2 separate regions of the Sus scrofa genome follow, and region 2 is linked to region 1. A link is a contact called in public Hi-C data. All regions are on one chromosome and are shown on one strand. The core of a region is the stretch at or near the end of the contact, and the rest is flanking DNA. Distances in the headings are between cores, read along the strand shown.

Evidence for each region. A called contact is a pair of places that touch in the nucleus more often than the background predicts.
Region 2: a Hi-C map of skeletal muscle shows a contact between it and region 1, with 3 times the contacts expected there. The contact joins the enhancer-like site here to the promoter of SRFBP1 in region 1. A contact is called at or near these places in 7 of 47 Hi-C or Micro-C datasets (brain, embryonic fibroblasts, retroperitoneal adipose tissue and 1 more) and 1 of 2 datasets of contacts at active chromatin or transcription factors (skeletal muscle).

Annotation. Positions count from the first base shown.
Region 1 is chr2:125,506,420-125,509,739 of Sscrofa11.1, forward strand. It overlaps SRFBP1 (serum response factor binding protein 1), which reads left to right and starts at 1,428. Exons shown (of 10, transcript NM_001244566.1): 1 at 1,428-1,473; 2 at 1,476-1,504. The coding sequence starts at 1,470. LOC102160311 (a long non-coding RNA gene) reads right to left here and starts at 1,300. Exons shown (of 5, transcript XR_002341867.1): 1 at 523-1,300.
Region 2 is chr2:125,691,709-125,695,330 of Sscrofa11.1, forward strand. It overlaps LOC100525452 (zinc finger protein 474), which reads left to right. Exons shown (of 9, transcript XM_021084681.1): 7 at 1-13. Among named protein-coding and RNA genes, the nearest start is that of LOX, 86 kb to the left of the region's middle. Within about 2 kb of position 1,698, at least 26 of the 83 cell types and tissues checked have an H3K27ac peak or open chromatin away from gene starts, as enhancers often do. A contact at or near this core is called in retroperitoneal adipose tissue and skeletal muscle, where this site is marked.

The sequences.
Region 1 (3,320 bases), core at 178-2,677:
GTGCCCACATTATACCTTAAACTAAAATAACACAAATCCAAACATAAGACTGAATTACTGTAAATTGAGTACAGACTCATGAGCCAAGAGCAAAAGCTCTGAGTAGGACAGTCTTCTTTGATAGAGGCTCAGAAGCGGACCTAGCTTAAATTTTCTTTCTCCACAGTCGTGAAATTCTTAATAAGTTTATCCATGAATCTGAGTTCTGTAAGTGAAATCCAGTGGGACAATGGAATATTTGTCAAAAGCTTAGTCTCAGGTCAAGTGTGGCTTTTCCTGCCACATACTCCCACTTAGGTTCTCTGGATTCCACTTCCCTTTCTCTGCCCAGCAACTGCTACCACCTTGGTGCAGTACAGGAACCCTTCCCTGAGTCCTGGAGCAGGGGTCCCAGGCACCTGTGAGGATCTGCAGTAGCCCCATAGCATCCCTTTTCTTGAGGGAGCACCACATTAACTACCAAATAAAAAGCACAATACAGGTCAAAAGACACCATGTAAAAAAGAAGAAACTTTTTCCTACTTTATGAACGTCGGGGGTCCTGCATTTTCTTTTCTCACTGGGCCCCAGAAATTATGTAACCGGCCTTGGAATCCTGTGTCAGTGGTCGGCTCAGCTGGGCAACTCTGGGCAAGACACTTGGCTTCTTAAGTCAGTTTCCACATCTGTAAAATAACAGTTCCTATCTCATTGGATTTCTTGACTATTTTGGAGATTGATGCTAAGTTTGTCCCAGCATTTGATCCATTTTAACGCTCAATATTACTGGGCGTTAACTATTAATACGCTACCTACTTCAGATCCACTCCCTCAAGTTTTCTCTACACCCAGGCTAATGTAATACTTTTAAACAGCCATTTTCACAGGCAGTGGCAAATGTTCATCCTGGTTTTGCTCTACACGTTCATTATCTAAATTTACCTAAATTATCTAAACGTTATTATCTAATAATCTCCTTACAGTGTGCAGAAAGAAATGTCTACGCCTGAGCTATAAAGTAAGACTGAAACATTGCTAAATCTAAATCTTCACAAACGCTAGACAAAACTTCGGAGCTAAATTGGTCGTTCAAGTGATCCTTTCAAAAAACGTTCATTCTCACAGGGACACAAAAAACAAGGTCTTTACAAAGCTGCGCCCAGTCTACAAACGAATGTAATAAAGCCAGTATCTTGAAAAACTTCTAAACAAGGTAATAGCTTGCGAAATGCCCCCTCCGCCACCCGCCCCTGCGGGGGTTTCCGCAAGAACGCGCAAATCAGGCGCGGAGCTCTCGGCGCAGGAAGTTGTTCTCCGTCACTTCCTTTCTTCCCCTCCGCGTCTGCGTACCTTCTGCGCGTGCGTCGGCTCGAGTGAAAGGTGGATGAATTTTGAGCCAATGAGGCCGCCGTTGAGGGGTTGGCGACGCAGCCGCGTTCGAGTGGATACAGTTCACGTGCGGGCAGCTCGAGCCTCCTCTCGGAGCTACTATGGTCAGCCAGGGACTTTGAACCTCAATAACGAGGTGAGCACCGTGGTCTGGGAACCTGTGGGGCTGACCTTTAGGGCTCTTTTTTGAAAGGCCTGGGGCGAAGCGGGGAGTCCCTGGCGAATTTTGCAGAACTTGTAGCATGTCAGCTGTAACTCCTTCATGGTATCTAGGTGACCGAAGCGTCTCTGGCCCTCATTCCCCATGAATTTTTATCTGTGGGACTTTGGGAAGATCATTTAATCTATATTCAGTGTCTTATCTGTCAAACGAAGCTCCTGACAGAACCTCCCTCACAAGGCTCTGGTGAGAATTAAAGTAACTGGAATGTATAAAGTGTTTGCAAAGTGCCTGATAATAAGCTCCGATACATATGACCTGCCTTTTGTTGACTGCAAAAAATGAAAGGGAGAGATTGAGACCTTATGCCTAGAAATTGCTGATCTTGAACGAGACCGTACGGTTTATAAGGATGTACGCTCCCTCAGTACTTCTTTTTCAGGTACTGTCACATTTCTCTGCTCCCAATCACAGCAAAACTTTAATACTTACTGTCCTCAAATTTATTTCTCTCTGAAATCCAGTCTGATCAGACATTTGTCCTCATCACCTCCACGTTTCGTCATGTCTCATTTCCAGTTTCTGCTTCTATTCTAGGAAGTCATCAGAGATTTAAGGTAACCTGGAAAAGCAAGGATTAAATGAGGACCTCACAGCTGTAGCAAAGGAAGTTCTCGTCCTTTTTATTCATTGCATATATGTGTCTGCTATGAGCAAGACACTACATATTACACAGTTGTGGAAGACAGACGGTTTTTAAGAAACCTATACTCAGGTAGGGAAGGGAAAACACCATCCACCATGCTATAGAATAATACCCAGAAAGAAAAACAAAGTTATTTAGGCAAAAAAAGAAAAGTTTCCAAAGAAGGCAAAATGAAATGAGTTATATTTATTCTTGGCCTTTAAGGATCTTACACAGTATTGAATCCAGTGGTTCAAATAGAGGGAAGAAGGCGTTTCTAGCCAGAGGAAACAGTATAAACAGGAAGGGATGGTAGTAGAAAGTGTTTTGGATAATATGAGTAGAAAACTCTACACTGATGAGAACTTGTGGGTGAAGTAGGAAATAAAGCTGAAATATATTACTGCTTTACTGCTGCATTAAGAAGCCTGGATTTCACTTGGCAGTAAAGAACAGGATGTATTAAAGAGGGGTACTCTGAAGGCATTCTCTTTACATTGATAAATATACATTAAGCTCTTTCTAGTTCCAGAAAACATTGCTGGTCTTTTTTCCGGTAGATCGCCTGTGAGATATAAAAGACCTTAATTGGAGTGTTGTCCTTGGAAATTTCCTGGAAATACTAGTGAGCTTCCTGTTTAATTCTGAAATTACACTGAGAAGAGTGTACCCTTTACCCTACTCTTCATTTAGGGCTCTCACTTTTTCCACTTAGCTAGTTTCCAGGCCTCTTCACAACAGTTAAAATTATTAATTCAGTTCATTCTGGGGTAAGTGTGTGTTCTTTATACAACCAAGGTGTTTTCTACTCTGAAAACATTTGCTTACCTGTTTCTTTTTTGTGTTTGTCTATCACCTGCAGCATATATGCTCTATAAGTGTTTGCTGGATGATTAAATAAACTTATCAGGTTAGGAAGTTTATACATCCCACGCTTAAGTAAATCGTATATGTTCTAATCTGAAGAAGGGGAAAAAAGACAGAAAAAAAGTGGCAATAATGAAAGAATGGTGTAATAATTTAAAATTAATGGGAGATGGGAGTTCCCGTTGTGGCTTAGCAGGATACAAACCCAAATTAGTATCCATGAGGATGTGGGTTCTATCC
Region 2 (3,622 bases), core at 448-2,947, 190 kb after region 1:
TGTGATTGATAAGGTAATTCATGCCACAGGAGATGCGTGGGATGGGCCTGGGAGTACATTTTAACTTCCCGGAGAATAAGAGAAAACTGTCCCCAGAATCAGCTGCCTCGACTCCTAGGATGGTTTCTTTCAATGTCTTGTTTCTGCCTCAATGCAGCCTTTTCAAATGGATCCCTTGTCAGACACCAGGGGCTATATTTCTGTTGGCAAATTAGATGTAAAAACATCCTCGCCTGGTGTATTCGTAGTCCTCTTCCATCCTGCTGCCTAAAAGAGAGATGGACTTCTTTCCTCTCTGATCCCTCATACCAATAATCCTTGGGAGAGACTGTTATTTGAAAATGAGTCAGTAATGCTGTGTCTACATTACCGAGATATAGTTCCCATTCCAACAGCCAATATTTATTACCGGTTTATTTTAGTCATCTACCTTAGGAATTCATTTTTGGCAATGCTGAGTTATGCTGAGTTTATGTTACTAAAATAGAATCTGTGTCAAAAACCCCAAATGACTTTAGCAGTAATTAAACACTGGAGCACTTGCAGAAATAAACATGCTCTAAAATGCAGCATGTTTTTCTTTTAATACTTAACATGGTTGTCATGTGTGGGGAATTAACCCCAGGGCAGACCCAAAGCCAGCTAGGTGTGTTCATGGATCTGGGAAGTGCTGAATTCCTGCTGCTGCTCTGTACCCCATGTTTGAGTCAGACACCAGGCTGTGGCCCCTGACATGGGCAATTGTAAAGGAGTATTATCCCAGGGGTCCCCAACGTGTAGAGTGAAGTATTGTTGGGCCTTTACCTAAGGTGTCATCAACAACTGGAAAGGGGAAGGACGCTTATGAGTGTGGCTACCTGCAAGACAGGGTGTGGTCCTTGTGCTTTGTCCTACCGTGAAGCCAGGTATGTGGTTGTACTGTCCTGTGTCACACATTATGGGATGTCAAACCGAGAAATAGGAGGTGGTCCGTTCTTTTCTCTATGGCATTCGACTTGAAATCTCCCACTTGCAGGGGTTCTTTAAATGAACTATTTTCAGGAAACTAAGGTTATCCAAGCTACTGTAAAACAAAACAAAACAAAACAAAACAAACAAACAAAATTAAACCAGAAGGAATGGAGAATGGGGAGCCATCCTTTATTTTTAATCCAATTTTTCTTCCTTACTTTTTTATTGAACTACTTTGGCAAGTATTGGGTACTTTTCCCTAACTTCCATATTTAAAATAAAATGATCTCTCACTTACTGGTTTAGAAGATTCTAGGACAATGATCCTAAAGCCAAAGAGTCAGACTAATGGGCATATTTTCCAATGAACTTGAAGAAAGAACAGCTAGTTTCTTTGCCGAATGAAAACCCAAACTTGTAAGTGTGGCATGGGCTTTAGGCTGGTCTCATAAACATGAACTGTTTTTCTCATCTTCTGGCTGTTGCTTTCCTTCCAAAATGTGTGGGGTCTGGATTCAGAGAGCGAAAGAATCTATGTCTCAGAGCCACAAATCAGAAACTCACTTAGCATGCTGACTTCCAGCCCTGTTTCCTGATTATATGCATGTACTTCAAATGTTCTCATTACAGATCTCGAGATAGGGAAGAATGTGGTCAGGAGTCTCGTGCTTGTTGTTGTAACACATACTTTGTGCTCCCAAGAGTGGAGCCAGCAGGCTGCGAATAGCATGTTCTCACTCAGTCACTACTGCTGAAAGAGGCTGGCCTGGGCCCCCAGCTTCACAAGAGGACACCTCCTGACTCAATCCTCTGGAGGAAAGAATGTCAGGAGGAGAGGCCCGTGGTGGCTGTCAATGACTGATGCGTTTAGATCCGAGTACAGGGAGAGTCCGTCAGAACAGGGGCATCTAGAGGACATGGCTGCGTCAGAGCAGAGCCGAGCCTGCTCTCGACCTGAAAAGGCGCGTGTCAGTGAGAAACTGGCACACACTGCCGTCAGATGTGCGCTGGCCCATTGGGGGACCACACAGGCTTTCATGGAGGGTATAGAAAGGTCATCCAACATAGGGTCCCTGTAGCTGCCAGATTTAGAACAAGCCTGGGTTCATTAAAATGGAGAAAACTCCTAGGCTTCTGAGTGGCCCAAGATCTCTTGCCCCTTTATTCCTTCCTTTGAAAAAACTTTTGCCACTGCATTGTGCTTTGGGCAGAAAGCATCTCCTGGATAGTGTAGTTTCCTCTTTGGGCTATAATTTGACCCTGTCTATCGCTGTTTTTCTTTCTTTGTGTCATCTAAGATTTAGATAGTGCAGTGAATCATTCATTTCCATAAAGATCCCTGCCTTGTGCATTATTAAATTTCAGAATTTCATCTGCCTGTGGCGAACCAGCTTTTGGCTGACTATGACACACATGCTTCTTTTTTCAATTCAGACGTTTGCTTCGTTTCTTCTTTTATCAGTTAGGACTGTTTTCCTCTGGCATCCTTGATCTGACTTCACATTAGAATCAGCAGGTTTGCCTGATCTTCTCAGGGTGCTCAATCCTGAGTAAACTCAGGTGAGAAAAATATTTTCAGCATCATGATCACAGAACTTGGAAACAATTCACTGCACTTGGGCAACAATGACTGTTTCACTGGCAGAGTGTTTCCCTCCGCCGGGAATGTTCCTCCTCCATCGACTGGCTCGGTTCTCCGATGACACAGATGCTCCTCTTCCCTTCAATCAAAACTAAAAAAATGCCACTGAGACCACCCTCTTCCAAGTCGGCAGTGGGTGCCTTTGCCAGCTCTGCTTTGCCCTCTAACCACTGGATGGGCTTGAATTGTCCTGTTGCTTCTCATCCAAAATGTAGCGCTGAATTCTCACTCCCTGATCTCACAATGAAGTTGTGAAGGATACCAAGAGTATGTATGAGGACTAAAACTCTCAGTGAAGATTTTTATTTAATAGGTGTGACTCCCTGGGGTGTTGGTCTTCCTTTATACAAGTGTCCTAGCAGCCTCGTAGTCCTCTTCTTTCCTCTAAAAGAAGGAAAGCCTTAAAGAGTAATACCCAATTTAATAGATTTTAAAAGTCGTGTTCCAGACAAAATTTTGATGCATAGTATGGAAAAACATAGATCATCACTTTAAATTTTAATGTTGCATTTACTTAATGAGACCCTTTGATGTCTGCTTTAGCAAGCAATGTCCTAAGTGACACTAAAAGTACATGAAGAGAGGTCATTATTGCCCCTTATTTTAATGTGAGTGAATACATTTTAATATTTGTGAAAAATTACCCTTTTCTATAAGCTGATAGTGTTTCATTCTTTGACTTAAGGCCTTTCTGGCTAATTGGAACACAGATTGGCAAAGTTAAATATTACTACAACCCAAAATAAAGCCTTTGTTTAGTTCACTTTTATTAGTTACATAACATTTGGTGTTATTTTCTTAGTATTTTGCTTGTAACACGTGAAACACTGTTTCTAAAAATCCTGTAATATATTACAAAATAGGCATTATTTTCCTTTAGGGAATCTATCTCTTTTTTTTAAAGGTTAGTCTCCCTGAATATAGTTTTAAGCTACCTTTGACATCCTAGATGCTCAGGTTTGAGCTAAAAATCCCAGCGGACGCATCTCTAGCATCTGGTGCTGCCATCTGGTGTTTTCTTTGAATGTA